2 separate regions of the Hordeum vulgare genome follow, and region 1 is linked to region 2. The links are chromatin contacts, called in public Hi-C maps. All regions are on one chromosome and are shown on one strand. The core of a region is the stretch at or near the end of the contact, and the rest is flanking DNA. Distances in the headings are between cores, read along the strand shown. Region 1 has its middle 68 kb from the start of LOC123451083. Region 2 has its middle 85 kb from the start of LOC123451082.

Evidence for each region. A called contact is a pair of places that touch in the nucleus more often than the background predicts.
Region 1: a contact with region 2 is called in a Hi-C map of seedling, with 2.5 times the contacts expected there. The contact joins two enhancer-like sites. A contact is called at or near these places in 3 of 6 Hi-C or Micro-C datasets (leaf and seedling).

What each region holds. Positions count from the first base shown.
Region 1 is chr4H:25,068,085-25,074,675 of MorexV3_pseudomolecules_assembly, forward strand. No RefSeq gene overlaps it. Among protein-coding and RNA genes, the nearest start is that of LOC123451083, 68 kb to the left of the region's middle. Within about 2 kb of position 3,462, at least 3 of the 3 cell types and tissues checked have open chromatin away from gene starts, as enhancers often do. A contact at or near this core is called in leaf and seedling, where this site is marked.
Region 2 is chr4H:24,874,153-24,880,191 of MorexV3_pseudomolecules_assembly, forward strand. No RefSeq gene overlaps it. Among protein-coding and RNA genes, the nearest start is that of LOC123451082, 85 kb to the left of the region's middle. Within about 2 kb of position 1,874, at least 3 of the 3 cell types and tissues checked have open chromatin away from gene starts, as enhancers often do. A contact at or near this core is called in leaf and seedling, where this site is marked.

The sequences.
Region 1 (6,591 bases), core at 2,212-4,711, 200 kb after region 2:
TCCAACATCAGAGTTGTTGTCCCCATCTTCAAAGCCTTCGCTGTCGTCGACATCATCTGAAGGCACAACAGATGACAATGCACGTTGCCAGCTTGCAACTTAAGACATGGAGAAGCCCCGTCCTATGACGCCTCTGATGCCGGTCGATGAGGCCCCACGGGCTCGACCTACACCGCATCCAGTGCCCCGAGACATGGACCTCCCACGCCCTTTGACGACTCTGTCAATGGAAGTTGTGCCCAGGGCGACGAATCGACGCATGTGAGAGCCACCGATGCTCGGAGACCGGGTGTGGCCTCCTCCGCCCTAGGACACGGACCTCCCACGACCAGGTCCAATCGAAGGAGGACCATGACCGTCCGACTTGTCAAGGAGAAGTTGCTGGTACGAGCCCAAATCGGGGAAGTCATCGAGGTTGTTGTTCAGATCCAAGAATCCCATTCCCCTCCCCAGATATCCGCCGACGGATGAGCCTTGGGATGTCGAGTGATGCGAGTGGAACTCAGAGAAGAAGTGTGTAACGTCGTCTTCATCGGCGGCCATGGCGGCGGCGGCTCAGGGCACTGGAGGCTGGGCACGGTAGCGGCGACTGGAGCACGCGAAGGAAGGTGTGGTGCGGGCCAGGGAGCGGTGGGCAATGGATAAGGTGGGTGCGGTGCGGGGGCACTGTGGGAAAAGTCCTAAAAAGACCCTTCCACACGGACTTCTTTCTTTAATCTCAAATACCCAGTTTTAGTCCCTAAAAGTCCCTTCTGTTTGATTTTGATGAGAGTAAAAAAGACTTGACTTTTTTTAGTCCCTACATCAAAAAATCCGTATAAACAAACACCCTTTTAAGTGTCCTTACTAGCGAATATGGATGATGACCTTCTCTTCTTGCAAGAAATGCAGAGGCTGTATATTACCAACACATACCCCCGATGAAAACACCATTACAGAAAGTAAGATCGACATCCAAATCTCTAGATATGCCAAAATCCTTTTATTTCTGCATCCATTGACTATGTGTTGTGAGCAAAACTCGTTCACATCTCTGGACCTCTATCTCGGCAGATCAAACTTGTCGAGACTCAAGTGTTTTGCGAATTATTTCTGTGCACTATTTCCTCTGTTTTTTTTTACCTCCTTTAGCAAGTTTTTTTCTTTCTGGAAATTGGATAAGTCTTTTTATAGGAACGTAGAAACAAACGCTCAGTAGAGACAAACTTTTATGGGCTACACATGTCCGACAAACAGGCAACACGTGGGGCCGAAAAACCTACTCCTTTGGCAGTTGGATGGGTTGGGCAACTTGCACACAATGCCGACGAAATGGAATTGATAATCGTCAAGGGATGCGTAATGCGTTGCTGCCTCAGCTTTACAGTTGGAGGTTTTTGGCACCAAGCTGCACATCGATAGCTCTTTTGAACGAGGAATGTGACATGCAGATATGGGAGCGCAAAACGCTGTTTTTCTGCGTCATGAGAAATTACGAGTAAGTTTGTCCAACTAAGATTGGTGGCGTGCTTTGGTAGTACTACCGTGGAACATGCTCTGTCTGGTCTAGCATACAGTGGGTTCGATTGATTGACGGCCAGTTCGGGAAACTTGAAGACGTCGCGTCTCAAAACCGCACTAGTACGTAAAGTATGAAGGAACACTCATCCTACCCAGCACGTGATTAATAAAAGTCATCACGGGGCAAATCAACAAACAACCACTTTGCAAACACGGCGTCTAATCGGGGACATGGGGCATTTGATCACAATTGCACCGGAGGTTGTTTGCTCCGTTTCTTATATGATGATACAAGCGTCAAACATGTCGTACGGACACCAATAATGCTGTGATTACGGCCCAACAACCAGGCTGTCTGCTCATGTGTCGATGACTTCAAACCTGCAGTGCATATGCCACCGGCTCACTGGTGCAAATATGCAGCACGTTGCCTTGCCCGGTCCAAAACCCTGCCCATCAGATCAGTCATATACCATCGCGGGCAAGCAGCACGCGCGAGAATCACGAGACAAGGTGATCAGCGACCCTGGCCCATGCCAATCTAAACCCTGGACTGCCAGGAACGGCGTCCCAAAAGGCAGGCAGAGCTCCTGCCCGGTCCAAAGTTTTGGCTGGATCACACGGCAACCCGGGGCGCGCTTGCTGAGAAATGCTGCCGCCTCCTGACGCTGCAGATGGGGCCAGCCGCGTGTCTGCCTTGCGTGCATGGCGCCGCCGCGCTTAACTTGTCTCCACGTTGAAACAAAGTTTGGGATGAGACACCGGCGAGATGGACGGAGCGAGATCGTCGGAGGTCCAAGAAGCGGGGTGCCGTCTCGCTCCCGTGCATGCAGCTAGCGAGCGACGGCACGGCCGACAGCGCGGCCGCCACGGCCCCGCCTTGCCGCCCGCAGTGTCGGCACGAGCGTAGCGTTGCGGAGTCCCCCACCTGCAGGGCCCGATGGAGGGTGCGGAGTCTTTGGAGGAGATCGATCTCCATTAAGTGTGTGTTTGCTAGTGTGGATGAGCCTAAAAGTTTCATTTCTTACTTATTTTTGGATGTTTGGTAGAGTGTATAAAAGGTGTACGAATTCATACTAGCTTAATGCAAATAAATTAGATGCATGTACTTAAAAAACATGCATGAAGAGGGGTGTTGAGATGAGCATGCCCGAAGCGGGAAAAACTATGATGAGATGAGAATGCAACCAAACACACTTTAGCGGCCTGCGCTGTGCATGGCGCGTGCCCTGGCCGACGTCCCGGCCGGCTCTCGGTCAGAGACAACGAGACACGGCGCTGTCCGCGGTACAACGGACGGACGTGGGGTTGGGCGGGCGTACGTGCCATGACATGCAACGCAAGTGGGGGTGGGGCGCGGCGTCCCACATTGCTGGATCCTGCACGCCGCAGCCCCATGTGGGGCGGAGACCGGGCGATCGGCGTCACCCAGGACGCAGCGGCGCGGCGCCACCGGCCGGGCTGCCGGTTCCCCGCCCCGTGGGCGCGCCCAAGGTAGATGCCATGGCATGGTCGGCGCGCCCCCGGACAGACCAACGCTCCAGTCCAGCCCAGCCCGCGCGCGGCCACCGACCACCCGTACGCGCACAGTCCTTCTGTCCGTGGGTAGCAGCGGCAACTCGGTCAGCACTTGGGCTCTGCACGCCATTGACACTCGGAGAACCGAAGAGCAAGTTGGCCACTTCTCTCGGCGACATTCGAGACGGTGCCGCCATCTCAGCCCCAAGCCAGCATGCAGCGCCGACTCAGCAGGGAGAGGGGATGGGACGCACGGGGCCGCGCGTGCCGCCCATGAGATTTTGGATGGCGCGTAGTAGATCGCGCGGGCTACGCCTACGCACTCGCCGTCACTCGCTACGAGCGTAGCGTAGGTGTGCGTCGACTGCTACGCTCGTAGTGTATGGGGGCGGCATGGGCGACCGGCCATGGGGGACGGGCATGGGGTGGGGGGCTGTGCTGACTTGGCCCGGCGAAGGCGACGCGCCGGGGCGGACAGTTCGGACACCTGGTGTGTGGTGGGCCTGGGCTGGGTTGGGACCAACCGAATTAACGAACTTTGTACCTTTCCCTGGGTGTTATGGGTGCGGGGTTTCGACGGTCTACGGCCTGGTTTCTGTCTGGTATATCGTCCTACATTTGATTAGCAGTTAAGTAAAGTTATATTTGTCTCAAAAAAGTAAAGTTATCTTGAACTAGCTTTTACTGAAGATATAGATACAACCTTGCTTAGTTAAGCTGCTGGTCAGGTGGGCAAATTTTTTCTTGCCGACAAGAACAATGTGAGCAAATTAGGGACACCCAAGTCCCTAATTTGTCAAAAGGGCTTGATTGCATGCTCCCCCAGATTGTTGTGTGAAACGTTTTTTATTGACAAAGTTGTGTTGAACATATTGGTGCTTTATCAACAAGAGAAAGTTTTTCAATATTTATTTGATAATTATGAAAAGTTATATCATCCACCGACAAGAGAACGTGATAATTCAGCACATTGTTCAACGAAAACAACCCGTGGCACATAATTCACCTGCTTTTCTAGCTCGGGAGATACATCGCAAATCTAGCACGCGGTGACGACAGCGTAAAGCTGCCTTGACCAAGTGCAAAACGTCGCGTCCTTGAATGGTTCACAATTTTAACGAAAAAATAGTTGATATCGATTTGTGTCGGTGCATTGAATAAAATCTTGGTTTAAAGTCTAGGACGACTTTGGTACGCATTCTGTTCACAATGAGTGTCGAGAATCTGCCAGCTTTGCTAGTTCGTGAGCTACGGTATGCATCTAGCACGGATGACAACTCAAAGTTGCCATGGTGAAAGTGTAAAATGCACTGTATGTTGGTGTCTTTGAACGATTCATGATTATAACCTGTGTAGTCGATGTTGATTTGTGTCGATGAATTGAGTGAAACCCTTTGTGACAACCTTTACACGAATTTCTCATGTGCATTTTGTCTGTTCATCTGTAATCTAAATCTAAGTCGTTCGTCCCCACGGAGATGGGTCTTTCTCTCTCTCCTTATCCTTAGCCTGTGGAGAAGATCGTCCATGAAATTTTCGTGGGATGAAACATTGAAGTGGAATCCTGCTGCCGTTGCTTGGGCGTAGCGGAATGTCCAGGCCACGATGTGTGGAACTAGCTGCCTTCATGCAAGTTGTCGTGTTAGCATTGTGATGGTGTTAGCTGCTATTGCAATTGAAAGGGTAGCACAAAGGCTATCGAGGAGAGTTTTTCTCATATGTTGGTTCCCGAACAGTTATTAGCTTAGATCATGGACGGGAGTGTCAAGGAGATATGCTTGAACGACTATAACCATATATCGTTCGTAGTATAAGACATGTCCTCAAGGAAAAAAGTTGTCAGCGTATTAATATCTTGACTTTTTGCCTTTTCGTACAAATCGAAAACTATAAATAGCGTGCTAATTCTTTTAATAAGTTGTTTGCAAATGCATGGAAGACACACATATTGTTAACCATTACGTAAGGTGTAAAACTTAGTACCATGGCAAATATTTCATCTTTACACAAATCTGCAACATTTTCAAGTCGCGTGAAAAATCCTTTAGTGCGAAGACAAACACTTATCGGGCTTTATTTCTTCACCACCACAACACACAAAATTCAAATAAACAATTAGTGACTTCTACCGGGGATGGCTTGTCTCATAAGAAAACCGGAGACTTGGTTTTTTCTGACAAGTTAAAAAGATTCAAAATAATAGAGTTCATGGATGTATTTTAAAATCCAGGTATTTAAAAACAATCATAAATTTGAAAGTAATCACTAATTGTGAAACACGAATACTAAATTATCCAAATAGAAAAATGCTCATAAATTTGAAAATTATATCAACTTTGAAAAGGGAGAAAAAATAATAATTATTAAGGCCAAAGGACAAATTATTAAAAAAAAATGAAAAACGATCATGAGAAGGTTCTACCACGTTTATAAAATCCGTTGGGGCAAGAACAAAAAGCTAAACATAAGAGCTCAAATGGGTTGGTCCATTAGCGTGCAAAGTGTGTGTGTTTGGTTGCTAAGCCGACTAAAGCGCAGACGGGAAATCGTATTTCGTACATAACGCCGGCCTCTTAGCACTTTCCTGTTTCGTGAAGGTCCTAGAACCTTTCCGACCCGGTTTCTCTTTTATCATGTGTGTATTTTTTTCCTTGGTTTTTCTTTTTTTATGTTTTTTAGTTTTGCTCTTTCTATTCTTTTTTCATTTCATTTTTATATTTTCTTTGTTTTTGTTTTGCTTAAGACATGTACATTTTTTTAATACACAAACATTTTTATGAAGTTGTGAATCTAAATTCACGTGTATATTTTAGAAAATCATAAAGTATTTGAATTTACAAATTCATGAACATTTATTAAAATTTTCAACCTTTGTTCTGAAACTTGTGAATTTGTTTTTGAATTTATGACTATATTTGTATCCAACAAAACAATGAAATTGGGGAACCAAATTTTAAATCCATTTACATTTTTTTGTTTCCACTAACATTTTCTGAATACATGAATATATCTGGATCCGATGAACTCTTTTGTAATTTACAAACATTTTTCGAATACATGAATATATCTGGAGTTGATGAACTCTTTTTGTAATTTACAAAATAACGAAATTTCAAAACATTTTTTAAAATTCAGGAATATTTTGTTGGAATTCACGAACTTGTTTTCAATACACAAACATTTTTTTAAAAACACGAATATTTATTGAACTTTCTTTAATATGCAAATATTCTTCTTAAATCATGAATATTTTTTGAATCCATGACATTTAATTATTTCTTGAACATTGTTTTTAAATTTAATAATACTTGAAAAGTTGATATATTTTTTCAATCTGTAAATATTAAAAAAAAGAAATAAAAGAACGTTCCGGACATGGCCCAGCACATAAGTGCACGCAGCGGAAAGTTGCACGCTGGCTTGTTCGCCAGCTCGCCAAATAGACTAAAGCACTAGTTAAGGGGTACCAATTGCAAGGGTCTCTCCCACCTTCTCACAGGCTACCAAGTGGCGCGTTGTACATGCACCATTTGTTGTAAACTCGGAAGTACATCTTTTTTTCTATTTTCATTT
Region 2 (6,039 bases), core at 624-3,123:
AAGCTTTTGGGGGCCTGGGGGTGCCTAACCTTAAAGAGTTTAATATGGCTCTTCCGGCCTCGTGGGGGAAAAGATTTTTTGACAATCAAACTAAGGATTGGAAATATATTATTTCCTTCAAGTATAATATTGATTCTCCTAATATCTTGTGGTCCAAACCTGAAAATGGTTCTTCTTCTTTTTGGAAGGGTGTAACTTGGGCACTTAATGCCTCCAAGACATTCTATAGATGGAAGATTGGTAATGGTAGGAAAGTTAAATTCTGGACTGATATTTGGGTGGGGGATTGTTCCCTGATGGTTCAGTTTTGGGACCTATTTCACATTTGCAACCAACCTGATTGTACCATCTCTCAGGTGTGGGATGGAAATGAACTTAAGATATCCTTTAGAAGATGTGTTGGCAGTAGAGGGCTGGATAGGTGGAATCTTCTGATTGAGACTATTAAAAAGATCTCCCTCTCCAATTCCCCTGATACTCCTATTTGGATGCTGGAACCAAAAGGAATATATTTTGTTAAATCCTTCTATAGTGCTATTAACTATGGTGGGGTTGATCACAGGGTTGGGGACAAGATGTGGAAAGTTCTATGCCCCCAAAACATCCATGTTTTCCTTTGGCTTTGTATGAACAACAAAGTACTAACTAGAGACAACTTAGCTAAGAGGAGAAGTGTGGAAGACCCATCTTGCTTATTTTGTTCTGAGTTGGAATCAGTTCAACATATGTTCTTTGATTGTACTGTAGCTTCTTGTATTTGGCAATTATTTGAGGAGGTATTTCATATTACAATCTCCTGCTTTCATGATATTCATGCCTTATGGCTGATATGCAAAAAGAAACCTATACATAATATGGTTGTGGCTGCCTCCTTATGGAGTATTTGGCGTTTGAGAAATGAATTTTGCTTCAAGGGTCAAACATGGAAAAGTTTGGACTGCGTGCTCATGAAGCTAAGGCTCTTCCTACGCCAATGGGTTGTTCTCTGCGACGCCACTCAAGAGCTGGTGCTGTGTCAGTTCATCTCTGATCTGGATAAGAAGAGAGGAGAATTGCTGCGGATTGCTTGGTGAAGAATTGTGATAGAGTTAGACTTTGGTTTGGAGTTATGTTTGTCTTAGCTGTAAAAACTGTTGGAGGTTTATGTTTTGTCTAGACCTGTTTTTGGTCGGTTTTACTTTTTCTGTTAAAATAGATATTCGCTGGCTGTGTACTTCATTAATAAAATGGAGAAGGGGGAGCCCCTTTCTTTAAAAAAAAACAAGGACACAGACACGCGTGGCCGTACATCAGAGAGAGGTCCTGCAGCATCAGCATGCGACGCGAACGATACGTACGTACGCACGCTCCGGACCGGACCGGAGGGAACCCTGCACCTGAGCCTGTCCGCGGCCGGGCCAGCAGCGCGGCGCGACGTCCCTACCCCGGACGGAACACGGCCGGCGAGGCCCCGCTGTCCCCGGTGCCGCGGTCCATATCGACCCCCCGGCGCCAGGGCGCGCGACAGGGGACGCAGCGCCACGCCCGGCTGTCACGCACGCCCCTGGCCGCTCGCTGCATGCCATTGGCGCCATGCATGGCCCCGGCCCCGCCTACGCCTCCTTTCATCAATTAACTGACCGACCCCGGCCGCCGTCCGGCCGGCCGGCCGCCTCCCGTACGTAGATTCCCCCATGCACCGCCGATGCGTTGCCATCGAGCATTCATTCTTGGAGGGAAGCCTGCGTGATCGACGCACGTACGTCGTCGGCGACGCGTAGGCGGGGGTCGTCGGACGTGCTGCCACTTAGAAGGTGATGGGGGTGTGTTGGGAGCGTGATCTTGGATGGGTCCGTCCCGGTTGAGAAAACAAAATAATCTCGTATGGGTCCCGACCAAATAACGCTCACGCTATGACGCGCGCCCATGTCCCCGGCCGGCCGCCCAGGCCCGCATGGGCCACCACGATCGCCTGCAACGCGGCCGCCCGGTCCCGGCGTACATGTCCGCCCACTTGCGCAGAAACTTCCTCCCCTCGCCTTCGGCTTCGACATGCAATGGTGCTATCGTCACATAGGATGGATATATATATATATCGGCTTTGCTAAAAATCACACATATATATATGCTGAGCTGAACGAGAGATAAACCATACTGTATATATTAAAAGATGATTATTTGGTTTTAATTATCTCATCACATGTTTACAAATATATTTTTATCCTTTATCTTTCTTTTTATTGTTTTTTACACGGTAATACGTGCACCATTCATATCATAAAATACAAAATACAAGTCACATAAAGACCGACATGACGAATCTGAAAATATAGCAGAACATTACTAAGCTTTACACCAACGCCCCGTCACCTGCCTCCTGCACCACCAAAGTACCTATCAACGGGGAAAAAATGACGGATCACCTCCTCATCCGAGATCGACTCGGCTCCATCGCTGATATGCAGCTTTGCGGACCTCCAAGAGCGCTTACCAAAAGTGAAGCCATCACCGTTGAACGAATCAGACGGGGCAACACCCCGGACACACCATCGATCTCCACGTCCGGCACCCCAGCACGATTAAGACGTCGAAGGAGGAAACCATACGTGTCATCCATCAATCACGAACCCAACACATGTTCCGTCTTTCAGATGTTGTCAATGCAGACCATAATCCACATCCACTCCTGGACAACCTCCCAAGCTCCACAATGGCGTTGGAGCAAACACCATCGCAACGACGGAGCGCGAGGACACAGGCCCACCACGAGAATGACAACATCGCCACATCATTCTTACCTGAATAGACTGATTTCTAAATTCACCTCCAACCATAAGACTAATTGCCTCGTTGGAAACATATATGTGCCTTCTTTATTCGGGGTCGCCATTGTCGCCTTCGAAGCCAAGACGATAAACATCTAAAAAAACCAAAGCTACTAGGACCTAAACTAAAGCTACACGATTCATCCATGTAAATCCGGCAACCCCCTCCCCTCAAACCCCCACCGACGATCGAGGTCATCGACCGAGGGGAGCTGCCGAATGAACGAGGCGAAGGGGCTTTTGTGACGGCGGCTAGGGTTTCTAGTCGCTCGCGCGAGAGGAAAGTTCAGGGGACTATACGGTGCCACTTGGACCTACCGGAGGAAACCATATATTGTGCTATGTATTCCCCCGTCCGGATTCATTAGACCCTCGACCAAAACTCATGTTGCAAGGTTCAACAATTACTCCTTCTTGAACGTCCGTCTCGACTCGACAACCTGCGTGTGGCTGCATGCCCTGGTACGAGCCATGTTGCCATGCACGGTCTCGGTCGGCCCTCCAAGTTCAAGACAGCCGTCCAACACCATGTCGAGAGGGAACGGGGCCCATGCGTCCAGCAAAATGGCATGTAGGCCCGAGAGGTCGCCCAAGGATCAACATAGGGAACACCGCAAGATCCTCGCCTCACTTCACGCAGACCGGCGTGGCTCTGTACCACGGCTCGTACCGCTCGGCTCCACACGTATTAACAGCGACGGGGACGACGACGTACGGGGCGTCACCTGCCCATGCCGCGGTACAAGATCTCGTTTCATCTTCATCCCGGAAGAAAAAATCTGCTCGGATATGTATTTGTCGTCCCTCGGATGGAGACCCGGTTGCTGTGTTTCTCGATCGGGCCGGGCATTTCCTCTTTTCCTCGGATGGAGACTAGTTCGTGGTACGTTCTTGGAATTCCACGGCATCATTTACTGCAAGCGTTTTCGGATCATCGTCGTCTCCGTCTCAGACTTGATCGCCGTGGTCGCTATGGAGATGTACATCCGACTCGGCGCCGTTCTGTTTTGTTTTTTCCTCGCGAGGGAAACTGCACTGTGATGTTAGTTGTTGCGCGGTTGACCCTTGCAGATTGTCGACGAAATGATGCTGTGGCAGGGATACCGTACCGATGATGCTGCATATGCCCTCTCGGATCTCGGTCAAATTTTCACATTTCACAATCACATTTCTCGTTTCACCTCTATGTTGAGACGGGTGTGCCGCCCCCAAGACATGGATCAATTCCTGAAGGATTTTTTTTTGGAAAGGATAATATTAGTTAGTTTTTAGCATTTGGGCCTTCAAACACAATGATGATATGTGTTTCGTCCCTCCAGTGATTTTCGGCTAGCTTTGCTATCGAGTACAGATGATATTGTATACCGTAAACGTGTCTACAAATGTGTCCGGTCGTGTTCACGGACGTCAATCACACTCCTCATTTCATAATTTTCATTTTTTATACAAACACATGAAACAACCACAATTTATGTAAGAACTACTACAAACTATCATCTAGATTGCTCGTCGTAGGATGACGAAATTCGGGGAACCGCCGGCATTGTGGTCATTGACGGGGCGAAAGACGACATACACGCTTCATCATTGTCTTTCTTGAACGCCAAGGCCCCGCAGTCTCCATGGCCCCCTCGCGCATTGTCCTTCACATTTGCCTATGAGTGATGGAGTCGAGGATGGCTGTTGCTCCACCGCCTCCTCCATTTAGGCGAGTTCAAACTCCTCGAGTGCGGCCTCCATCCCAAATCCGGCTTCAACCTACGTTGGTGCATCCTCCTCCTTCTGTGACGGCAGCTCCTCTGACTCCTCCAACTCCTCATGCAGCGGCGCCATCATCTTCACCCCCGTCTCCTCCTGCTCTAGCGTCTCCATCTCCATCTGCTCCCCGCCTCCTCGTCGGGACTATATGGAAGCAAGTTGTCCACAATGCGTGTGGCACGACGCAGGAAGCAGGCCTCATCGCGACCCACATATTCTCCTCGATCCCACACGCCGCTCTTACGTGAACGACTTGTAGTAGGCTATCTTGATGCGGATCATGATGGCTTGTGACGACGCGGGCGTGAGGGGGACAATAAGAATAGTGAGAGGCAGGACAACAACAACGCAGATATGTGGGATGAAATTGGATAGACTAAAGTTGTCTCGTCGTCTTGCTTAAATAGACGGACATGCTCCCTCAGACGACGCACGGGAACGGCGCGACAAGGCGTCATGAATGCCTCTTCGCCGTCGTCACCTAAATGCAAAGGAGCAGCCCTTCAACCAATGAGTTTCCGCGTGTTACCACGTGGGTCCCGCTCATATGTCTGACGTGACGGCTACGTTTGTACATGTTTTCGTATCTGTCTCACATATAAGTTAGATATGAAGGATTTCGGTTAGTTCAAACGTTTGGTTAATATTACCAGGTCTAACTAGACATCATCTTTTGTTGAGGTAGTGATCGGACAAACCACCGGAACATTTGAGACGGACATGGGCATCCATTTCTAGATGTTCCGAAATCGCTTTCTCACTCAAGTTCTGGTAGAGCGGTACTACAAATAATGCTCGTGGAGTCCAATCAGTAACATTTGCGTACTCAAATCACACACTGCACATTTACTCTCCTGGGACATTCCAGTCTCCGTTTCTTTGACTTTTAACGGATCCGAATAGACTGCACAGTATTCTACAGGTTTCTAGCTGCAACTTGTACCAGAGGCGTGATGAACCAGACGCCTATGACTTTCGCAAAAAAAAAAAAAAAAACAGATGCCATTGACAGGCTTGATGATTAGCCGCGTAATATCAATGATACATACTCCATAATTAGATTGCATCTACTTAATTGTTGCGGTAGAGGGGTTGACTCCCTCATCCTTTAGCTCTTGTTAATGATGATCGGCGCCAACTGTCCTCTGAATTGTGATGAGAGGGACGTGACATGAATGCAAACCACCTTATTTAGACGATGCAGCTACCACTCTTATCGGCAAGTCAATGGGCAGATTTTTACTTGATCCCGATTCAATTTGGGTCCCTTTTGAGCCACGTGAAGACGAAGAAAACTTGCATTCCGTTTTCACAAGTCCACGCACGTCTCTGTATACCGCTCCGGGAGTAGAAAGGAATCACTGAACTTCCCTTGTTTGACTCCATGTACGCATGTCTCTGTATGCCCTCCCAGTCCCAGTGGTGGAATCCCTGCGCTTGGCGTAATATTAAGGAAATTTGACCACCGGGTTCTGCA